Regions from separate parts of the Mus musculus genome. Here regions 2 and 3 are each linked to region 1. Evidence: chromatin contacts called from public Hi-C and HiChIP or PLAC-seq data. All regions are on one chromosome and are shown on one strand. The core of a region is the stretch at or near the end of the contact, and the rest is flanking DNA. Distances in the headings are between cores, read along the strand shown.

What was found. Hi-C and Micro-C count contacts between places; a contact is called where the count stands out from the background. HiChIP or PLAC-seq counts read pairs in DNA pulled down with a chosen protein or histone mark.
Region 2: a Hi-C map of B cells shows a contact between it and region 1, with 18 read pairs. The contact joins the promoter of Chtf18 here to the promoter of BC003965 in region 1. A contact is called at or near these places in 3 of 39 promoter capture datasets (the HPC-7 cell line, frontonasal cranial neural crest and hippocampal neurons), 5 of 484 Hi-C or Micro-C datasets (B cells, embryonic stem cells, muscle stem cells and 2 more), 12 of 115 datasets of contacts at active chromatin or transcription factors (acute myeloid leukemia, astrocytes, bone marrow-derived macrophages and 8 more) and 3 of 9 other capture datasets (embryonic stem cells, macrophages and pancreatic islet).
Region 3: a FOXA1 HiChIP or PLAC-seq map of pancreatic cancer cells shows a contact between it and region 1. The contact joins the promoter of Slc9a3r2 here to the promoter of BC003965 in region 1.

Annotation. Positions count from the first base shown.
Region 1 is chr17:25,183,204-25,185,959 of GRCm38.p6, reverse strand. It overlaps BC003965 (cDNA sequence BC003965), which reads right to left and starts at 1,399. Exons shown (of 2, transcript NM_183150.2): 1 at 1,320-1,399; 2 at 1-1,240. The coding sequence starts at 1,351. The coding sequence ends at 862.
Region 2 is chr17:25,726,099-25,728,854 of GRCm38.p6, reverse strand. It overlaps Chtf18 (CTF18, chromosome transmission fidelity factor 18), which reads left to right and starts at 1,440. Exons shown (of 22, transcript NM_145409.2): 1 at 1,440-1,608; 2 at 1,735-1,914; 3 at 2,007-2,154; 4 at 2,306-2,480. The coding sequence starts at 1,518. It overlaps Rpusd1 (RNA pseudouridylate synthase domain containing 1), which reads right to left and starts at 1,138. Exons shown (of 6, transcript NM_028009.4): 1 at 1,008-1,138; 2 at 464-652; 3 at 209-332; 4 at 1-29. The coding sequence starts at 645.
Region 3 is chr17:24,648,912-24,651,667 of GRCm38.p6, reverse strand. It overlaps Slc9a3r2 (solute carrier family 9 (sodium/hydrogen exchanger), member 3 regulator 2), which reads left to right and starts at 1,363. Exons shown (of 7, transcript NM_023055.2): 1 at 1,363-1,730. The coding sequence starts at 1,518.

The DNA.
Region 1 (2,756 bases), core at 150-2,649:
AGCACAATAGACTCCTGAGTTCAATCACAACACTGTGAAAAAGACAGAAACAAACAAACAAAAAAAACCAACCCACTATATTATTGATGTTTTGTTTTGTTTGAGACAGGCCCTCCCTACGTAGCCCAAGCAGACCCCAAACTTAGGATCCTCCTGCCTCAGTTTCATAAGTGTTGAGATGACAAGCATACCCTACCACTTCTGTCAAGTTTTTAAGTTCTCATGTGGGAATGAAGAGCAGAAGAGAAAAAAAAAAAAAAAAAGATGGCAGCAGAAGCAGGAAGCAGGCTGATATCTAAGTCTACAGCAAGGCTGGTTTACATAGCCAGTTCTAGGCCTGCCAGAGCTAAATAGGGGGACTGTGTTTCAAAACAAAAAAACCAAAGCCTACTTGATGATGAAAGGGGAGGTGAGAAAATTGAGTTCATTAGACTTTACCAAATGTATTTTCCATTTGTTAGTTTTTAAAATAGCTTCAACTGATGTTGCACACATATAGGTAATTACACTTCAGCAGTTAGTCTGTCTCGGAAAGCGAATGAACTGCAGGTAACACCTCCACCAGATGAACGCTGGAAACATGATTAGGCTGTATGAACACATCATAACTCAAGAGCATAAGGTGCACCCAAAACCTTTTCTAGGAACCTCAAAAGTTCTATGGACGTAATCACTGGGCATTGGTGTTCGGCAAAGATCAGATTTCAAGCCTCCAACTTTGTGCTGTGTTCTTGTGTCTCAGCGCCAAGAGCGCCATCCAAGTCCTTTAAGCAACGAGGACATGCGCAGAACCAGTTCAGAAATCGTCAAATTCAACAACGAAAGGACGGCTGCCTAGTCCCTTCCTCAGCACGCACCCTGTTACGTTCTAGCCCCGTAGAGGGCCGGAGCTTCAAGCTCCTCCGGAGGACCTTCCGGCTCCTCCTCGTCCTCCTCTTCCAACACCTGCCTCAACCACAGGTCCATGCCGCTCTCCTCCCTCTGGTAGCACCATACAACCAGAGCCACGAGTGTGAGGGTGAGCGGCAGCACTTTCCACCAGGGCCGCTGCTGCGGCTTCCCCAGGGAATGCTCCACGGTCCAGCGGATCGGGGTGGCTTTGCTGCCGGAAAATTGGATCGGGAGGTTGGGGTCGTCGTCCTCCTCTTCCCTGTCTGCAGGCTGAGCTGGAGACCGGCCACGGGGCGGCGGATGCAAACTTCGCGAAGCCCAGCCCACGAGCCGCAGAGCCCGGACCGCTCTGGAAGAGAGACAGCAGTAAGCGTCCCGGAGCCACGGCCACCTCCCACCCTCACGCACCGGCACCTCACGGCTCTCACCCCGCAGCCCGTGAGCACAGGACACTGTTCATAGCGACCTCGACTCGCACGCTGAGGCGCACCGCGCTTTCGTCACTTCCGTCGCACAAAACCGGAAGCCGAACTTCACATCCAATTTCACGACTACAAAACGTGGGTCCAGCGGCGCAACGGAAATGATGCATTTCCTCTCGCTAGCTCTTCCGTCTCCGGCCTCGCCCTGATCACTATCTGGACGACTTACGGGTTTGTGTCGTTCTGGGTCCTTCCATTGAGACCTGATCCGGCGCGGCGGATTGAAAGTGAAGCAGACTCGGTTCTCCGAAGAGCTTGGCCCGAGGCTGTTTAGTGTGATGCCCAAGGACTTGAGAACCCGTGGCATCTGCTGGCTTCTTTCCAGGACCATCGTCCGGGAGGGACTTGGTCCCTGTTCTCCATGAGCGCATCTTCCAGTCTTAGCGCTCCATCCGAGCTCTCAGGCACGGAGGCGGGAAACCCTCGCGCCTTAAACGCCTCCCGGCCTGGCCGTCCCTTTGAAAAGGCTTGTAGAAACATCACCTCCACCTAGACTATCCCAGGTCCCCAGAATCCATTTGCCTTCAGGAAGAATGGAAATGGCTCTGTGTAGACCATAGGCTGACCAGATCTCGGACAGCCTACAGGGAGGCGATTCTGAAATTACACTCCCATAGCTAACGTGCACCTGGCCTTTTGATCTGGAAGCTGATTGAAGCTCTGCATCGTCAGAATCAGCCAGGCAACCTTGTAATCCCAATACTGTGGAGGCAGATAGAAGAGAATCACTGGTCCCAAGTACTACACAGCTTAACATCAACCCAATTTAAAATACAAAAAAAAAAAAAAAAAAAAGAGGATCAGCCCTAAAGGTGTCTGTCTTCTTAGTACCTGTGCTGTGTAGAAGCTAGAGTGAGTTATATTACACCTGGTCTTACCGCAGGGCTCAATAATGATTATCACTCCGATTTTATTCTTGATCTGTAAACCAGTGACATGAATAAAAACAAAAAAACACCTCTTCCTCTATCTCATGGGGCTGTGAGTTCCTTTCTGGGCAAGCAGAGTCCCCATGATTTATTTTGCTCAGGAGGGTGTCTGAGGGCACCACAGCATGCATGACAAGGGAGAAGTTAGGCAGGAAAAGGACCCTTCAGCCTTTGGCTGTTAGTGATGTAGATATTCCTGCTAGAGTGAGGGCCAGTCTTACACAGCACTCCAAGAAGGTAGAGGGTGCCCTCACTAGGCAGCATAGAGGGGAGACACACAACTCACAGTGCAGCAACCTGGCTCCTGAAGACATGAAGTTCAGCTACAAAAACCCAGCCCAACTGTCCTGTCTTCACTTGAAACTCCTCTGCTGGGGGACTGGACTTGAACTTCTCCCCATGCAGGGAAATAGGGGTCTGATATCAATTGGATCCAGAAGCTTGGGGGGGAAAT
Region 2 (2,756 bases), core at 191-2,690, 540 kb before region 1:
ACTTGGCTTTCCTGGACATGGCCTCGGACCTGTCGAGCAAGGACATCACATGCAGCTCACTGGGCCACACTGTCATCTCTGAGAGGAATGTGGCTGAGCTCTAGATAGGCACATAAGCCTGGCACGGAGCTTCAGTTGAGAGGCCTGCTGGAGTAGGCTGTGAGCCTTGGGTCTCCACACAGCATCCCAGGAACTGGCCAGGACTTACCAGTGCCAGGTAGGCTTTGGTGACTCGCCGTTCCTTGAAGCATTTATAAGCACTGCCCGCAGCTGCCTTATTCAGGGCTACGCACAGTGCCCCACTGGTGGAGAAGTCCAGCTGGTGGCAGAACCTGGGAACGGGCAGAAGAGCAGCAGTGGCTGGACCCTGTGGTGCTCTGGTTAGCACCTTTGTGGCAGAGTCCAGTGTCCCAGCATCCTTTGGAAGGATGCTGCAGTGGGGCTCTCCATGTTGGCTGTGTACCTGAACCCATAGCAGGTGTCAGGGTCAGCCAGCTCTGGGAAGTGGTGTCGGAGCTGCTTCTGTAGGGTCAGGGTCTCCCGCCAGGTCTTGCTATCAATGCGCAGGTCCCAGTGCTTGTTCACCACCAGGAAGTCGCTGCTCTGGTACACGATGGACAGATTTTCCATGCTGCCAGGCTCCATGGTGGGGCTGCACGCAGGTGGGAGTGAGCCTGGGGTAGGAGGGTGCCTGACCTGGTCTTCAAGTACTGTACACACTTACTGGGGCCAGAACCTGCTGGAACCCTTTATGTCTTCCACAAGGGCCCATGCCAGGGGTGTCAGCTCCGGAATGGGAGTCTGGCCAAGGTCAGGTGATTCTGACTTGCCATGGACTCAGGGTTAGGGAGCTCTCCCTGACTTGAAGTGGAATAAACAGCCTGGTTGTCCAGCTCACGCCTACACACTTCACGCTAGGTTATTGCCCAGGACCACCCAGGACTTCAAGCGCTCCCTAACTTGCCTCCCACCAGCCTGTGACCACAGGCAGACCCTTTAGGACTTACCTGCAACAGGGCCAAGGGACCAGGATGTCAATTCTCAGCTCTGCATCCAACCTCGCTTCCCTATACTAGGAACCAGGTCTTGGCCTGGCTGGCGCGCAGCTCCGCCTTTTCACCCTGCCCATTCCACTTTCCTAATGGATGGTCGTACTGGCCAATGGCATTCCGGGCCTGGAGCTCCGCCCACTGAAGAATGGTAAGGCCCTACCCGAATAGTCTGCGCACGCGCTTTTTTAGTCCCACCTATTTCCCCGCCTCCCCCACGGATTACTTACTGTACAGGCCAATAGAAAGCGTTCTTGATCCTCCACTCCAACCATTGAACTATTATTCCTCTCCTCCCGCCCTCTGGGAGTAAGACCCGCCCTTCCCCGCTGGCCAATGGCGGGCGCCTCTGGGAACGTCGGCTGTTGATTGGCGGTATTGGAGGCTCTCGGGGCGGGGTAGCGCGCGGTGGCGGCGGCGCGGGAAGTTCTGAGGGACTCTGAGCTGTGGGAGTTGTGGTCTGGCTCCATGGAAGACTACGAGGAAGATCTGTATGGTGTGGAGGATGATTTCCAAAACCAGTTCGCAGCTGAGCTCGAAGTGCTGGCTGAGCTGGAAGGTGGGCGCGGGTCCTGGGTCGTGGCTGCATCCTGCTGCAGCATGGAGAGCTGTGTGGATGGGATTGGTAACGGCTGGGAGTTCGCTTCTTAATGTGTGTTGCTGCTATCAACCTCTGTCTCAGCAGGAACACGGGACCAGGCTCCTCCTGGGACCCTCCAAACTCCAGCGAGCCGCCCTCCGCTAACCTTCGAAGAGGCCATCGCTGGTGGGGACACTGTCCCGCGTCCCTGCCCTGCAGGGTCGCCAGGAAATGTCAACCGCAATACTAGAAAGAATGTTCGTAGGGACCAGCCCGCGCCCTCCAGTATGTCCGATTGGGGACTGAGCACTTAAAGTCGGGGAATTCTGAGGATCAGTTTTCTATTCTTTCACCTCTTTCTGCCTCTGTCTCTGCAGGCCCCATGGTCAAACGACCCAGGTTGGACGTGGTGAAGAAGCTGAACTTTGAGCCAGATATGGAGGAGCTCTTATATCCAGATTCCCCTCCTGGGGACATTACCCCTCCACCGAGTCCAGAGGTCTTCCCTGAGATGTTGGATGCTGGGTGTGTTGCTTAAGGGCATGTAATTCTGACTTGGAAAGCTGCCTGTCCCTGCATGAGGCTCTGGAAGTGGATGTCTATGGGACGGCAAGAGGAGTGAGTGTGGGTCAAGCACCCCATTTGAGAGTGACAGGGAGCTGCTTGTCTCTCCTAGGTATTCAGATGCTAATGCTGACAAAGACCTCATGCAGACATTGCCAAGTCCCCGAAATCGCAATCCTGTCCTGAGACGGCCTCCTATCTTAGAAGATTATATCAATGTGACATCCACAAGTGGAGAACGGGCCTTTTTGGTGCTTCGGGCTGACCTCATAGGCCCTGGGGTGCAGGTGTGTGGCCATAGCATGGGGTTTGCCATGGTATTGGTTCTTTTATGTTGCCAATAGGCTCTCAGCAGGTTCTGAGGCCAGTTTCACCTATCTGAATTGCTAGAAACAGGCACGCCAGGTAGTCCAGTGTTGGAAACAGCAGTGCTACTTTTGAGGCTACGTGGCCTTAGAGTGCCGCCTTGTACCCCATATATTAGCTTTCTGTTTTTCTTTTCCTCTTCACCTTAAAGCTGACTTCCCTTGGACCAGGCCCATCTGAGGGCCATATCCATCCCC
Region 3 (2,756 bases), core at 114-2,613, 530 kb after region 1:
TTGGATAAGCAGGCAGACAGATAGATGGAAGTGGTCAGTCAGGCCTGTGGCAGCATCAGCTAGAATCTGAAGAGAGGGCTGGAGGCAGGGAGCAACAAAGTATCCTCAGCCTAAGTGCCTTTTAGGAGCAGCAGCTAGGGTGTGGGTACCCAAGGGGCTGCTGCTGAGAGGTGGGTCCTAGTGCTTGGGTGGGGGTTGAAAGCCTCAGCTAAGGGTTCTGGAGAGAGGGGAGGGAGAGGAGAACACTGAGCTAGGACTGCTTCTCCTATCCACATGGGGAACTGTCTGAGCTGGCTGTACCTGACGCCGGGGGACCAGGTAAGTGAGGAGCTGTGGGCTGGGGAGAAGCAGGCTGTGGGTAAGCCTGGATCTCAGCTGTCTTATGTGTTGGGAGGATGCTTCAAGGTGAAAGTGCAGTCTCACAGTACTGGACTCTAGCAGAGGGTTTTCTCTAGGCCTCAGTTTCCTGATCTGTAAAATGGTCAGTTTTCTCTAGGGCTGTTTTTTGGAAAACCATATAGGAATGCATAAGGGGTTTTCAGTGGGACTATTTTCCTGTAAGAGTAGATGAGAATTTCATCAATTGTAAATCTAAGTGCATTGGGACTATAGACTTAGGAACCGGCGTTGGGAGCCCTGTGGGGCTTAATTTGGGACAGCTGATCACCACCTAGAGCTCAGGGACCAAAGTCCTCAGTACGGTTCATACTAGGTCAAGAGGAAGACAGCACACACCTCCCATTTCTGCCAGATAAACTCATGTTCCCAAAAAGCAGGGAATACAGGAGACAGGATGTTTAATGGACAAACACTTCCTGGGAAGAACAAGGGGACACCTATTTGCTGTCCTTGGTTGCCTAAAGACAAAGACCTTGGTTGCCGTGGTGTCTCTTTAAATTCTTATTCTTGCCTGTTGCTCTTTGGGTCGGGACAAGACAACTTCGGGGATCTAGAGGGAGCAGGCAGAACACTCCTGGTAGGTAGAGGGTGGGGTGCATCCCGAGGAAAGGGCGCAGTGGCCCTTGCACTTCCCCTCTGGCCTCTGTGTAGAGTGTCTCTGACAAGAGGCTTCCCATTTCTGGAACCTCTCTCACTGTACCATATGCAGGTGTCCAAAAAAGTGGTTCCTGGACAGAAGTCAAAGGTGCTGGCGCTACGGAGGGTGGCCAAAATGGGTTAAGATAGGACTCCCAGGGACTCGAGGGTTGCCTGACCAAGCAATCCCACTCCTTGGTCCTAGGGTTTCTGGGCGCCCAGGCAGGGGCCTAGCTAGCGGGGCTTGGGTTAGGGCGGGGGCAGCCAGGAGGGCGGGGAAGGGGCGGGCGCGGGGGCGGCGCTGCAGCAGGAGCAGGGGCCAGGGCCAGAGCCGAAGCCGGAGCCCGAGGCGACGCGAGCTGAGCAGGAGCCACCGAGGCCGCTGCCTGCTCTCCCGCCCGCGCCTCCGCCGCCTCCGCACTCCAGCCTGCGGGTGGTGTGAGCCGTGGCCAGTCGCGGCCGGCCAGGGGGCAGCGGGTGCCATGGCCGCGCTGGAATCGCTGCGGCCCCGCTTGTGTCGCCTGGTGCGCGGAGAGCAAGGGTACGGCTTTCACCTGCATGGCGAGAAAGGCCGCCGTGGCCAGTTCATCCGGCGCGTGGAGCCAGGCTCCCCAGCCGAGGCGGCCGCGCTGCGCGCCGGGGACCGCCTGGTTGAGGTCAACGGCGTCAACGTAGAGGGCGAGACGCATCACCAGGTGGGTCCCTGCGCTGCGCCCCGCCCCCCGGTTCCCTCCTAGGGGCGCGTCCCTACAGCGCTGGCCAAGATGCCTACGACCACCCTTCTGCGTGCCGTATGGTGGGACCCTGCAGGGGTCCCATGGGGGCCTGCTGTTTGGGTGTCGAGGTGTGGGACGTGGCCCGCCAGCTGGCCTCCTGGTGAGGAAGCTCAGTCCTGCACAAGCGGGGGAGGGAGGACATCCTGGTAGGGAGGGGCCGCACTGCGGCTACTCTGGCCAGGGCCCTGGCTGCTTCTGCTAGTTTTGGCCTCCGTGTGCCATGGAGGGGGAGGAGGTGGCTAAGGCACCTTGTGGCCTTGTGGTATAGATGCTTTTCTGTCAGTGTGTGAGTTATGTGTGTGTGCTCTCAGGTCTCTCTGGGGTCATCCATATGAATACACTACCCAAGTGTTCCAGGAGTGGATGAAAACATACTTGTGTCAGGGCTGGAATGTGTGTCTAGGGTTGTGTGGACACATCAGGCATGTGTGCTGGTCTCTCTCTCTCTCTCTCTCTCTCTCTCTCTCTCTCTCTCTCTCTCTCTCTCTCTCTGTGTGTGTGTGCATGTGAGTGTGCGTGTGCGTGCACGCGCTTGCGCCTGCTTACCTGGTTACACTAGTGTACTTTTCATGGGCTTGTGTGTCTGGATCTGGTGGAGTTGGCTCTAGTAGCAGCGATTCCTTGGGCTCAGAAAAAGCCTTTTTCTGGGCGGCTGCCTGGCCCTGTAGAGGTCACTGTATAGCCCTTGCCTGCTGCAGCAGGAGGAAGGAGGAGAGATGATCCACTGGTCTCTCTGCAGGTTCTACCTCTGGAGTGTCTGTATCCCGCTGAGGGGTAGATACAGTTAAGACCATGGTTACACTTCAGCCTCCCTCCACCTTTTCTGTTCTGGAACCCTAGTACCACTAAGTCCATGACCTATGGGAGTGGTTAGTCCTGAGGCCTGGAGAAAGCAGTGGTTCCTTGCTGGACTGAGTTGAACTTCTATCTCCCCAGCGACCAGTA